Linked DNA regions of Hordeum vulgare: regions 1 and 2 are each linked to region 3. Evidence: chromatin contacts called from public Hi-C data. All regions are on one chromosome and are shown on one strand. The core of a region is the stretch at or near the end of the contact, and the rest is flanking DNA. Distances in the headings are between cores, read along the strand shown.

Region 1 (4,298 bases), core at 442-2,941, 320 kb before region 3:
GTGGACGCTCAGCATCTTATTAAAAGGCTCGGGATGGAGAGAGAGAATAGTGAAATCAGGAATAAAAAGCTTGAAGAGGAATTGGCCACAGCAAAAGGTGAGATGTTATATCTGAGGAGGCAGATTACTGCAAGTGGGTCACAGAATACAGATGTTATGGAAGCAAGCCCAACACCAAATTTCAGTCAACCTCTGGAAGATCGTGTTCCAAATACCAGTAGTACTGATGCTGTACCTCCTCGTTCTGCTAAGAAGATCTATAGGAGAAGAAAAGACAGACCATCAACATAAGCATTATCAGAACATGTGATCTACCATCAATCTTCCATTTGCTCTCATTTCCAACATTTGAATGGTAGCACTTTATAAGAAATGTTTTTGTTTAACTTCCAACATTTGAAAGCTAGCATATTAGACTACTCTAGATTATGAGGAATTGCAAATGTATGTTTATCTGTGTACAAATGTGTTGTTGTCTTGAGTGTGTCATGAATTATAATATGGCGACTCATGCTATCTTCTTACTAAAACACTTCAAACTGCACGTGCAATCTGCTTATCCAGCATTAGGAATGCTTCTATTCTGGTACTGTTTACTTTTCTGTCTCATGTTCTGCATTTTTATCATGAACCTACATTCTCCTGATTCATTTAACTCAAGTGCGAATTATGAGATGGCGGGAGGAAGTTTATTAATGCCTTGACATCTTCTGCTTGATTTGTGAGCATTGGGATTTTGAGAAAGAACAAAGTTCCCAGACTTCGGGAGTCAAAAGGTATGCAGTTTCCTTTCACCTCCCATTCCCCCCAAAACATATGGTGCTGCAAAAACTTGGTCTGCTGCTGCTTATATATGAAAACCATTCCAACTATTTTCAATTTTCCATGCTGGGTCTTAGCATACTGTTCTTTCTGTTTTATCACATGCCCTATTGTTATATATTTATCTGCATCTTGCCAGAATCTGGTCTTAAGATTCCAGAATAGTTAGTCTCAATTATCCTTGAATGAATTATTTATGTGTTTCTAAATTGTTAATTTCCCACTGTCTTTTTCCCTGATTACATGTTGTCATTTCATTTGTCAGGAATTTGCTACTCCCTCTGTAAATAAATATAAGTGTTTAGATCACTAAATTAGTGATATAAACGATCTTATATTTCTTTACAACGGAGGGAGTACTTTGATTCAGAAGACTTCTTTTGGTATCTCTCGTCTTCAAAATGACTTGTCTATTCTAGTATGGATGATGCGGATCTGGATAGGCCATCCCTGATTCCATGCGGCCATGGTGTTGTAATTATTGAAAAATTGCACCTATAGTATTTTCACCAGAATGTTTAAATGTAGGACCGCCATACATTTGACCACAGCGCTATGTTAGCATGTGCAACTATGGTTTGGGTTGAACACACCATGTTCAAGTGATTCTCGTTTTCCTTTGTTATCAGGGTGCCTTTAGGTTGCACCCACTTTTGCTGACTTTATTGCAGTTGTACTTCCCAGTTTGTTCTCTTTGAAATGTCCAAATCTTCCACAATGGGCATTGCAAGCACTACCTAGTTGCCATATGAACGTATGGTAAACCTGACAAATAATATGCCCCTTCCATATCGACAAGGGCAGTCTATCTCTGTGGAAGGAATGGAAGGAGGCAAGATCATTTCCTATCTTACCTGAATTGTAACTAATGGGTACCGCTCTCTGGATGTATAGATGGGGCGTACTGAAGCCGATGGCCAGGAGAGGAGATTCTGTAGAGTGGAATCCGGTTTCACCTGCGAATGGACAACGTGCGCGGTGGCGTGTGGCTCTGGCTGGGCAGGTTTGGCTCGGCGCCGTGGGACGCGGATCGACGGCTGGGAGCAGCGGGCGGCTGGCACATGTTGGGCGCGGGGACTTGCAGGGCGAGGCAGGCATGGCGTCTCCCGAGCGTGAGGTGTGCTGCGGGTGGAGGGCCCTGCTAGTTCTCTGCTCTGCTGCTTCGCCTCGGCTGGTGGGTGGGTGGTTGTCTGCCGGTGCGGGCTATAGCAGGTGGTCGGTACTGTTTAGGAAAAACTGATTCCTTAATCATTCGTTACTGTTTACAGCGATTATATATCGTCCGGACAGACGCGACGCTTTGTGAAGAGACGCCGGTTCCAGAACGACCGGGAGAGGCGTCGGTTGAGGACAGAGCCGTCCGACGGTTGGGAAAAGTAGATTTCCTAATTACATTGGTGTAATAAATCTTAACATTCTCCATAATCTACGCTTGATCATGTAGAATCGTCTCATGATCATCCAGATAGGGCTATCATCTTGAAAAGATTCTCCTTCAAAAAGTTCTTCATGAAAACTTAATGAGAACCTGAAACATAAACTCACAAAGAGATAGCATAATGTGATGTTATTAAGGATATCTTAAGGAAAGACTTCACCTGTTGCCTGCAAGTCTCTAAGTCGCCGCATACCAATTTCATGAACATATTTCTGAAATGTTGAGTTTGGTAGAGACTTAGTAAATAAATCAGCAAGGTTGTCGCATGATTTGACTTGCAGAATGTTTATTTCCCCGCTTTTCTGAAGATTGTGGGAGAAAAACCATTTAGGAGAAATATGCTTAGTGATATTGCTCTTGATGTATCCTGTTTGCATCTCTGCAACACAAGCCGCATTATCCTCATAGATAATGGTGTGTGATTCAATTGAACCAATTTCACATGACTGTTGTATGTGGTTTATCATTTTGCGAAGCTATACACATTCACATGATGCTTCAAATAATGAAATTATTTCAGAATGATTGGTAGATGTAGCCACTAGAGTCTGTTTTGAAGACTTCCATGATATAGCTGTACCACCATGTAGGAACACAAAACCGGTCTGAGATCTGGCATTATGGGGATCAGACAAATAACCGGCATCTGCATACCCAATCATATTAGAGTCCACATTGCTCTGAAGTTGGAAAAATAGGCCTAGATCCTTTGTGCCTTGGAGATATCGAAAGATATTCTTCACTCCAGACCAATGACGTTTGGTGAGAGCTGCGCTGTGTCTAGCAAGTAGATTTACTGCAAATGCAATATCAGGTCTTGTGCAATTTGCAAGATACATAAGCGCTCCAACAGCACTGAGATATGGAACTTCAGGTCCCAACACCTCTTCTCCATCATCCCTCGGTCTGAACGGATCTTTCTCTACGTCTAGAGATCGAACCACCATAGGAGTTTTAGATAGATAGGATTTGTCCATACTAAATTTCTCCAATATTTTCTGGATATAGGTAGCTTGGTGTACCATGATTCCTAAGCGAAGGTGCTCAAGTTGAATACCTAAGCAAAATTTGGTTTTACCCAAATCCTTCATCTTAAATTCCATCTTTAGGTGATTGCTTGCTTCATCAATGTCTGGTGCACTGCCGATGATGTTGAGATCATCAACATACACAGAAATGATGCAAAATCCTGTGGAGGACTTCTTGATGAAGACGCATGGGCAATCATCACTATTGGAGTAACCTTTCTGAAGAAGGAACTCACTTAGTCGGTTGTACCACATCCGTCCCGACTGTTTTAAGCCATATAATGACTTATTCAGCTTTACACAATACATGCTGCGTTTTGCACTGTTATTCGGGATAGAGATTCCGTCAGGAACCTTCATATATATGTCCGAATCTAGTGACCCGTAAAGATATGCGGTCACGACGTCCATCAACTGCATGGATAGACGATTTTGTAGTGCCATAGATATAAGATATCGGAAAGTTGTTCCACTAATTACTGGAGAGTATGTCTCATTGAAATCAATGCCGGGTTTCTGCGTAAAACCTTGTGCTACGAGCCTTGCTTTATATCTCACCACCTCATTGTTCTCATTCCGTTTCCGGAGGAAAACCCATTCGAGTCCCACACGGAAAACATTGGGAGGTGTAGGTATTGCTTCAGTGAATACCTTCCTTTTGTTAAGCGAGGCAATTTCTGCTTGGATTGCATCCTTCCATTTAGGCCAGTCAGAGCGCCTTTGGCACTCGACGATAGACCTTGGATCATGATCAGTGATAAGGGTATCTGCAATCTTTTCAGCAAAATATATGTCGACAGTCGTAGTTTTGCGGTCAAATGATTTTCCAGAATCAACATAGTTGATGGAAATTTCTTGCACCCCTAGAGACTCTTCGTGATTTCCCAATATGATTGAGTCTGGGTGTTCCGATGTTTCAGCTAGTTTGTGCACACTGGAGCTGGGTTGTGAAGGTTGCCCTTCCATTGGGTGTGAACTACCCGTCAGGTGTTTGTCAACGTTGAGTTGAC
Region 2 (4,311 bases), core at 650-3,149, 420 kb after region 3:
CACCTGTTCATAATTTCTGTTTAAATGTTTGTGCTTCAAAAAATAACAAGGAATTGCAAAAAATGTTCTTGCTTTCAAAATGTGTTCATATTTTCTAAAATTATCGTGTTTCAAAAATTGTTCTAGTATTAAAAAACTGCACGATTTCAAAAAATATTCGTTTTTGAATAAATTGGTCACAATTGTCTAAAAAATGGTTTCCTTTTCCCAAAATGTAGGTAAGTTCAAAAAATATCCTTGTTTTGAGAAGTGTTGCAAAAATGTTCCCGCGTCAAAACTTGTTCAGAAATTTCAAAAAATGTTCTTTTAAAAAAAGAGTGTTCTTAGTTTTTAAGATGCTCCTATTTTCAAATTTGTTCATAAACTAACAAATTGTTTATGTTTTCCAAAAATGTGTGTGTATTTCAAAAATTATTCCGAAATTAAATAAATGTTCCGATTTTATAAATTTGAATAATAAATTTTAAAAGCATCCGTGTTTCCAAAAAAAATATTCATGATTTAAAAAAATATCAAAATTTGATAAAATACACCTCCTTTCAAAGAAAAAAAATCATATTTTCAAGGATTTTTCACATATTTAAAAAATGTTCATCCTTTTTTTAAATCCTTCAGGAATTCGAAAAGATTTCCGTTTATAAATGTTGCTCGTAAATACAAAAGCTTTTTAAGTTTTGATTTTTTTAAAGCAGTAACCTTTTAGAAAAAAGAGAAAGATGAAGACACAAGAAAATAAAGAACAGGAGAAAAAATAAAAAAATAAAAAAATAAAATGGAAAAGAAGTAACTAAAGTGAAAAAGTGGGAAAAAAGAGAAATAAAAGTGAAAGCTTAACTCGGCCAGCCCGGCCATTTTGCCATGCCCCTACCTGTGCGAAGCGGCGACAATTTGCCGCAGAGAAAGCCTATTCGCTGGTCGTTGCGAAAACAGTGTTGGGCTTCACACAGGATACGATTGTGCCCGCTGTGCACGGCTTGCTTAACGTTCCATCGCCCCTGATTTTCCAGCCAGTTTTTTCGGTTTCAGAAAACTTCTAAAAGATTCTATGAACCGGTTTTTCTTTCATTTTTAATTTTTTCTTGTTTCTTTTTTTTTCTTCTATGTTTCAGTTTAAAAAATATTTTGGAATTTCAAGAATTTTTCTGAATGCTCTGATTTTCGAAAAATGGTTGTAATATTTAAAAATTCTTCTTCAGATTCATAAAATATTTTTTCTTTTCAAACAAATGTTCTGGATTTGCAAAAAAAATCTTCAAATTTGAAATATGTTTTTGCTTTTAAAAAAATGGTCTGGATTTTCAAAAAAAAACTCGTGATTTTCAAGAACTGTTATGTGTTATAGAATATTGTTCTTGAAATTTGATTTTTTTTTTTGCTTTTTGTAAAAATGTCCTAATTTCAAATTGTTGTCGTTTATCACAATTGTTCATAACAACAAAAAATATTCGAGATTTTACAAAAATGTTAGATTTTCCAAAAATGTTCAGTATTTTCAAAAAAGGTTTGATATTTTCATAAAATGTTCGAAATATCAAAAGAGAAACAATTTCTTAACTAAGTTTTTGTTTGCGAATTGTTCTTGAAATTTATGAAATGTTCTTGCTTCTAAAAAATAGTAAAATTTTAAAAACTTGTTGTTTTTCAAACTTCATTCATGAATTCAAAAATGCTCTGAATTTTCAAAAAATATTCTTCAAATTCAAAAAATGTTTTTGCTTCAGATATGCAAAGAAAAGAAAAACGGACCAAAAATTAAAAAAAAGGAAACAAGTAGAAAAGAGAAACAGAAGAAAAGAAAAAATGAGAAACATTAAATTTTTTGAGACGAAAAACAAGCTGGGCTGGCCAAGTTAGGGCGAGCCCCGTGTGTGTGCTAGCCCTTCCCTGCCGCAAAATGCTATTTGACGCATTGTGCCAAGTCTTGTCGGAGACGATCGATCTGGCACAGTTAGCGCGCTTGCACTGTCCAGTTTTGGGAATCTTTCGCAGCAGGTTTTTTCTCGTTTTGTTAAACTTCTAGAAGGTCCCTTGAAGCAGTTTTTTTTTTCTTTTTTTCTTTTTTTCTTACCATATCTGTGCCAAAAAATGTTTTTGGATTTTCAAAAAAATATATTTTTAAAAAATGTTCTGTATTTTTCAAATATTGTTCTCGGTTTCATAATTTGTTCTTACTATTCAAATTTGTTTTCCTTTTCAAATTTTTTTCTCAATATTCAAAAAATGTCTGTGCTTTACTAAATTGTTTGCGCTTTCAAATTTCTTCAGCTTTTTCAAAATAGTTCTCGGTTTCAAAATCTCATCTCAAAATTCGAGAAATGATTGTGCTTTAAAAATTTGATCGCTCTTGTAAATTTGTTAGGACTTTTTCAAATTTGTTCTCAGTTTCAAAATTTCTTCGCAAGATTCAAAAAATATTCATAATCCAAAAAATTGTTCTCATTTCAAAATTTGTTCACGTTTCTCTAAAATTGTTCACGGTTTTATAATTTATTCTCAAAATTTAAAAAATGTTTGTGCTTTAAAATTTTGTTTGCGCTTTCAAAATTGTTCTCCTTTTCTCAATTTTGTTCCCACGATTCGCTTTACAAAATTGTCCGCGCTTCCACAATTGTTCACGTTTCTCAGTTTCAAATTTTATTCTCAAAATTCCAAAAATTGTCGTGCTTTAAAAATTTGTTCACGCTTTCAAATTTGTTTGGTTTTTCAAAAAGTTTCTCCTCTTCAAAATTTTGTTCTAAAGATGAAAAAAATATTCATGCTTTAAAAAAATGTTCGCGTTTCCAAATTTGTTCCAGTTTTTTTTAAATTGTTCTCGGTTTTAAATTTTGTCCTCAAAATTCAGAAAAATGTCCGAGCTTTATTTTTTTTCGGGCTTTCAAATTTGTTCGCGGTTTTTCTAACATTTTTCGTGATTCCTCGATGTTTGAGAGCAGTTTCAGAAATGATGCCCACATGACAAGCTGCAGCGAGCATATTTTCGTGACTTTTTCTAAACCGCTCGTCAGAATTAAGCAAATGATATGACATTGGAAAGATATCGTCGATTCGCATCTTTTTCATGTAGATTACTCTTTTGAATTCCTTACGATTTGAGAGTAATTTCGAATTTCATGAAAAATATAATTCTTTTTTTCAAAAAAATCGTTTTTTTAACTGTTTTCGCTGCAGCTTTTAAACCGTTCGTGAGAACGAGGCGTATGATATAGCGTTGAAATCTGAGGAATAAGCTCACCTTTCATATGTTGGTCATTTGTTGGGATTCCTAGCGGTTTTAAATGAATTTTAAAAACGGTGTGGCTGCCTACAAGTTGCATCAAGCGTATTTTCATAAAAAAATTCAAACCGCTCATCGGAACAAAGCAAATGATACGGCGTTGGGAAAATATCGACGAGACACATCTTTTTCATGTAGAACACTTTCTCTAATTCCTTACAATTTAAGAACAATTTTAAAATTACCAAAATGTGGACACTCTGTCTTTTTTTACGAGACCCAAATCAACGTGTGAACTGGATCAGATAAAAGGGCACACTTCTTTTTAATTTTTATAAATCCGGAAAAAATCCTCGTTGATTTTTACGGTGTTTGGAGTTGCGCAAAATAGGTATCTCAACTTTGCTCCTCTTTCATGCCAGAATTCCAGCTACCGGCATTTTCCCTCTTCATGTGAACCTTGCAAAAAAAAAGAGAAAAGGCATAAGTATTGTACCGTGAAGTGAAATAACTGCCCAAGAAGCGATAAATATCAACATAAAAGCATGATGCAAAATGGACGTATCAACTCTCCCAAGCTTAGACCACGCTTGTCCTCAAGCGAAAACCGAGCTCAATAAATATGTCCACATGTTTAGGGAGAGAGGTGTTGACAAAACAGAATACGAACATGCATGCATCATGATCATGATCGGAACAGCAGTACCAACATATAATCTCTCATGCTAAAGTGATAATTCCTTCACAAAGTAAAGCATGGATCACGAACCTTACTGAGAAGTAACAACCGATAGCCTCTAGTCATTGAAGCAATTGCAATTTATCACAACATCAGAAAGAGTCAAATAAGAGCTTGTAAAGCAAATCCACATAATCAATCATCTTTTCATTCTCTACAATTGCTACAACTCACGTGGTACTCATGAGATCAAAGTTTCAGCTGGACAGAGAGAAAGATAGGGGCTTATAGTTTTGCCTCCCAACTGCTTACCTCAAGGGTAATGTCAACAACAATAATTCATGAATGCTTACCTCCAAGTTGACATATGAATATAGATCTTTCCCAAGCATATGATGGTAGCCAAGATAAAGGTGAA
Region 3 (4,381 bases), core at 469-2,968:
CTTTCCATGTATCCGCTTGATTTCGTTCATAAATAGACCATTTCCCATGGAAACAAAATAAAGATAGGAGCTTTAGAATCCTTAGTATTTAGTAGTCATTAGTGACAACATCGAAGCAAATATCTCGGTTTTAATCAAAATATTTCATCGTCCTCGCCAACAACGATATTGGTTAGAGGACGATGAGGTTTTGGTTAGAGGAGTCTAAAAATAACACTCATCATCTATTCAGAGTTGTAGGTGTGTCTAGCTTTCATCTAGATGAGACATAACCCCTACAATGTTGGATTTAGAGGGTCATTTGTGAATTGTGAGGAGATAATGTAGGAGTTATATAAGACTATTAATTCACATCTAGATGAGAATTAATAAATCCGTAATATTTTTATATGGAATAGAGACCTTCGGGTCCTTGCCCTTATTAAAGGGGATTTTCTTTGTTTGCTTTATGGTTCCTAGTGCATACTTTACAAAAAGAATGTTAGATGCCACAGAAGTGTGATGTAAGAGCATCTACAACCAGACTTGGCAAATGTGCCCCTTATACGCTCGCGGGGGATCACTCGCTCTCTAGGCGGGTCACTCACTGGATATCATCCATGCCCGCGTACTCCGATATCATCCTTGCGTCCTATTCTGCCTACATCTGGGCCACATACCCCCTGCACCCTTGTCGCGTGTTCCGTTGTTGTCATCCTCGCTTGCTCATTCAAGAGGCTTTCGTCTATCTTCGCATCCTCCGGTCTCGTGCGATGTTCTCCGGCTTGCACGATGTAGCCGACGGGACGCCGATGAATGGGGCGGACGCAACCTCGGTCGCGACAGTCAGGGACGGGCTGGACAACATATCAACCGGCAGATCGACATCGGCGGTGAGGATCGAGAGCAAGGGTAGCGGACAACAAGGGCTCGGACGCGGAAAAGGATGAAGGGAAGCGGGAGGACGATTTGGCGCAATTTGTTATGGGTTAGGAATATGTGGTCCGACTTGGCAGTCGCGTCCGGTCTTTTTGTATTCGCTCTACATCTAAATTAAACATGAGGGGTGCTAGTTAGCTCAAGCATTTGAGGCTTGTTTTAGGTGTGTGTGGATTTTTATTTTTACAGGACCGTCTTTTTTAGGAGGTTTGGGGTGCCCGCTCTAAATTCCTCAACATTCATATGGATGAACGTGCTCCAACAATCCAAATTCCAGATTTTTCACTCTTAGAGCATGGTTAATAGTATGGCCAACTGTTGGCTATAAGACATCTTATAGCCCATCTTATAGCTAACTTGTACAATAGTTAGCTATAAAAGAATACTACTTTTATCATATATGGCCCATCTTTCATTCTCACAGAGTACCTAGGAGCACGTGCTAGAGCTGGCTCTTCACGAAAAGTCCGCTTCCCTTCTCTCTCCTCTTCTCTCTCAACCAACTTAGCAAAAATATAATATTTTATTCCTTACAACCTACTGACTTTACCTTATTGTACTTGCTCTTACTATTATGGACGCGATTACATTCCTACTCTGTGGATTGATTAGAAGTAGTACTAGCTTTGGATCATGCACGCCTCTGGCCATGTCCCGTAGAGTCCACTAAACCACTGAACCCACGCTATCAGGGCCATAATTACCGTAGTAGGAGTACTGTATTCCGGAGACAAATGCGGGGGACCCCAAGCCTACCATAAATCCTCTCCCCCCACCATAAATCTCCCCCCGCCGCGCCCCCTCCCCCCCGCTACGCGTCCCCCGCGAAACTCCCACCCCTCCTCGCTCTCCCTCTGAGCTGTGGCATAGCTGTCTTCCTCTCCCCACTTCCACCTCCACTCACCCCCCCCCCCCCCCCCCCCCCTCGTCCTCGCTCCTCCTCCGTCCATCCACTACCCAACTGCTGCCAAATCTTAGCGCCGCACCGAGCGGCTCCGTTTGGTTTCCTGGATTCTTCTGCGAGAAATCTAGGTGATTAGATGAGGACGGCCGCGGTGGTGCTGCTCCTCTGCTTTTTCGCCTTCGCCGGCAGCGGCGGGGGCGGTGCCGTATGGGCGGAAGGAGTCAGGGAGACGGCGGCTGTGGAGGTGGACCCTGCCTGGCGGTTCCCTAGCCCGCGGCTGCGGGACGCGTACGTCGCGCTGCAGACGTGGAAGCAGCAGGCCATCTTCTCCGACCCCAAGAACCTCACCGGCGACTGGGTGGGCCCCGGGGTCTGCAGCTACACCGGCGTCTTCTGCGCGCCCGCTCCGTCGTCGGGCGAGCTCGCCGTCGCCGGGGTCGACCTCAACCACGGCGACATCGCGGGTTACCTCCCGTCCGAGCTCGGCCTCCTCTGCGACCTCGCGCTGCTCCACCTCAACTCCAACCGCTTCTGCGGCCTCGTGCCCGACACCTTCCGCCGGCTCGTCCTCCTCCACGAGCTCGACCTCAGCAACAACCGCTTCGTGGGCGCGTTCCCCACCGTCGTGCTCCAGATGCCGTCCCTCAGGTTCCTCGACCTCCGCTTCAACGACTTCGAGGGCGGCGTTCCGCGGGAGCTATTCGACCGCCCGTTCGACGCCATCTTCCTCAACCACAACCGCCTCCGCTTCCAGCTCCCCGACAACTTCGGCAATTCGCCCGTGTCCGTCATCGTCCTCGCCAACAACGACTTCGGCGGCTGCCTCCCGGCCAGCCTCGGCAACATGTCCGACACGCTCAACGAGATCCTCCTCATCAACAACGGCCTCACTTCGTGCCTCCCGGCCGAGGTCGGGATGCTCCGGGAGGTGACGGTGTTCGACGTCAGCTTCAACGCCCTCGCAGGGCCGCTGCCGCCACAGGTGGCCGGGATGCAAAAGGTGGAGCAGTTCGACATTGCGCACAACCTGCTGTCGGGGACCGTGCCGGAGGCCGTGTGCGACCTCCCACGGCTCAAGAACTTCACCTTCTCCTACAACTTCTTCACCGGCGAGCCGCCATCCTGCGCGCGCGTCGTGCCTGCCGACGGCGACCGCCGGAACTGCCTCCCCGACCGCCCCGCCCAGCGCATGCCGCAGCAGTGCGCCGCTTTCTATGCCCGCCCACCCGTCGACTGCGCAGCTTTCCAGTGCAAGCCGTTTGTCCCACCTCGGCCACCCCCACCGCCAGCATACCCCGGCCCGTTGCCACCAGTATACCCCATGCCATACGCGTCGCCGCCGCCGCCTCCACGCTACCGATGATTCTTTGGCAAGAGAAGCGTTTGCCAGTTTCACTTTCCCTTGCCGCACCCCTCGACGCCGGTGTGGAAGAGCGAGGGGAGCTCACCGTCACAAAAGTACGTGGTCATTGTTGTTCGTGGATTACCAGTTCTTGATTGATAGCTACCGGCGTAAAGAAGAACGTGGTGCATATATCCTTTTCTTGTTTTTTTGCATTGGTTGGTGTCTGTTTTCCGCGTCGTCGTCTTCGATCCGTTTGCGCGGTGGCGATGGCGAAAAGGATTGGAGCATGGCGATGGGGAAATCTGAAAGGTGGGAACAAATCGAGCTTGGATTGATGGCTGCTAATTGGGTTGTGAATAATAAACTGGTTGAGGGAGACGGGTTTAAAGCTGAGATTGAGAAAATCCCATGCTACTCTTGTGACGCGGGATGTATAGAATGTAACTTTGAGTTCGATTAAGCTCTAGTTGAGGGTCAGAGATAAGTTTCTACATCAAGAGATTTGTCCTACTGAATTCCTCTCGTGTCACAGCTGCTTACTGCTATTGATTATTATTATTATCATTATTGAGATATTTAGTTGGGTTTCTTGGAGAATGTTGTCTCCTAACTGTTACTCTGCCCTTATAAATTTTGTAGTGACATTATGATATCTATACTACTATGACTCTATACAAAATAATAACAATCTATACTATGACTATCCTATACTGTTATCTCTTGATGTATCACATGGTGTGCTTGTTAGTGCTTGTTAATTAAGCCGAGCGTAGATTATCTTTTGATGCATCCCATGGTGTGCTTGTTAATTCGGTCGAGCCTGGACAATATATGAGATAGACATGATCTCAGAAGATATGGCGGCTAACTAAACGGGCGCCAAAATTGTGTAGATTGAAACAGAGTGGCTGCCAAAATTGTGCATCTGATTGGGACAAAGGTTTGCGTCGCCTAACTAAAACGGTTGTCAGAACCATGTCCATGTGGGTGTGAGGCGTGAGCTAAAAAACTTTGGCAGCTAACAAAACGGCTGCCTAAAATCGCGTATGAGGAGAAGAGAAGGACGTCTGACTGTCCAAACCCTGAAAATGGCATTGGTCTCGTTTTGCCAGGTTCCAAACTTCGTTATGGCTGACGAGTGATGATCCCCTTTGCTTCCGGTGTAAGATACGACCGTTATGCCGCTTTTTCGGCGGTTAAGCGTGCACCCAACT

The links. Hi-C and Micro-C count contacts between places; a contact is called where the count stands out from the background.
Region 1: a Hi-C map of leaf shows a contact between it and region 3, with 2.4 times the contacts expected there. The contact joins the promoter of LOC123427019 here to the promoter of LOC123427000 in region 3. A contact is called at or near these places in 3 of 6 Hi-C or Micro-C datasets (leaf and seedling).
Region 2: a Hi-C map of leaf shows a contact between it and region 3, with 2.6 times the contacts expected there. The contact joins the enhancer-like site here to the promoter of LOC123427000 in region 3. A contact is called at or near these places in 2 of 6 Hi-C or Micro-C datasets (both in leaf).

Annotation. Positions count from the first base shown.
Region 1 is chr1H:129,917,033-129,921,330 of MorexV3_pseudomolecules_assembly, reverse strand. LOC123427019 reads left to right here and starts at 1,691. Exons shown (of 2, transcript XM_045110953.1): 1 at 1,691-1,996; 2 at 2,091-2,265. The coding sequence starts at 1,691. The coding sequence ends at 2,225. It overlaps LOC123427009 (MAR-binding filament-like protein 1), which reads left to right. Exons shown (of 3, transcript XM_045110942.1): 3 at 1-544. The coding sequence ends at 291.
Region 2 is chr1H:129,176,934-129,181,244 of MorexV3_pseudomolecules_assembly, reverse strand. No RefSeq gene overlaps it. Among protein-coding and RNA genes, the nearest start is that of LOC123426992, 310 kb to the right of the region's middle. Within about 2 kb of position 1,899, at least 2 of the 3 cell types and tissues checked have open chromatin away from gene starts, as enhancers often do. A contact at or near this core is called in leaf, where this site is marked.
Region 3 is chr1H:129,593,813-129,598,193 of MorexV3_pseudomolecules_assembly, reverse strand. LOC123427000 (leucine-rich repeat extensin-like protein 4) reads left to right here and starts at 1,718. Exons shown (of 1, transcript XM_045110930.1): 1 at 1,718-3,682. The coding sequence starts at 1,959. The coding sequence ends at 3,185.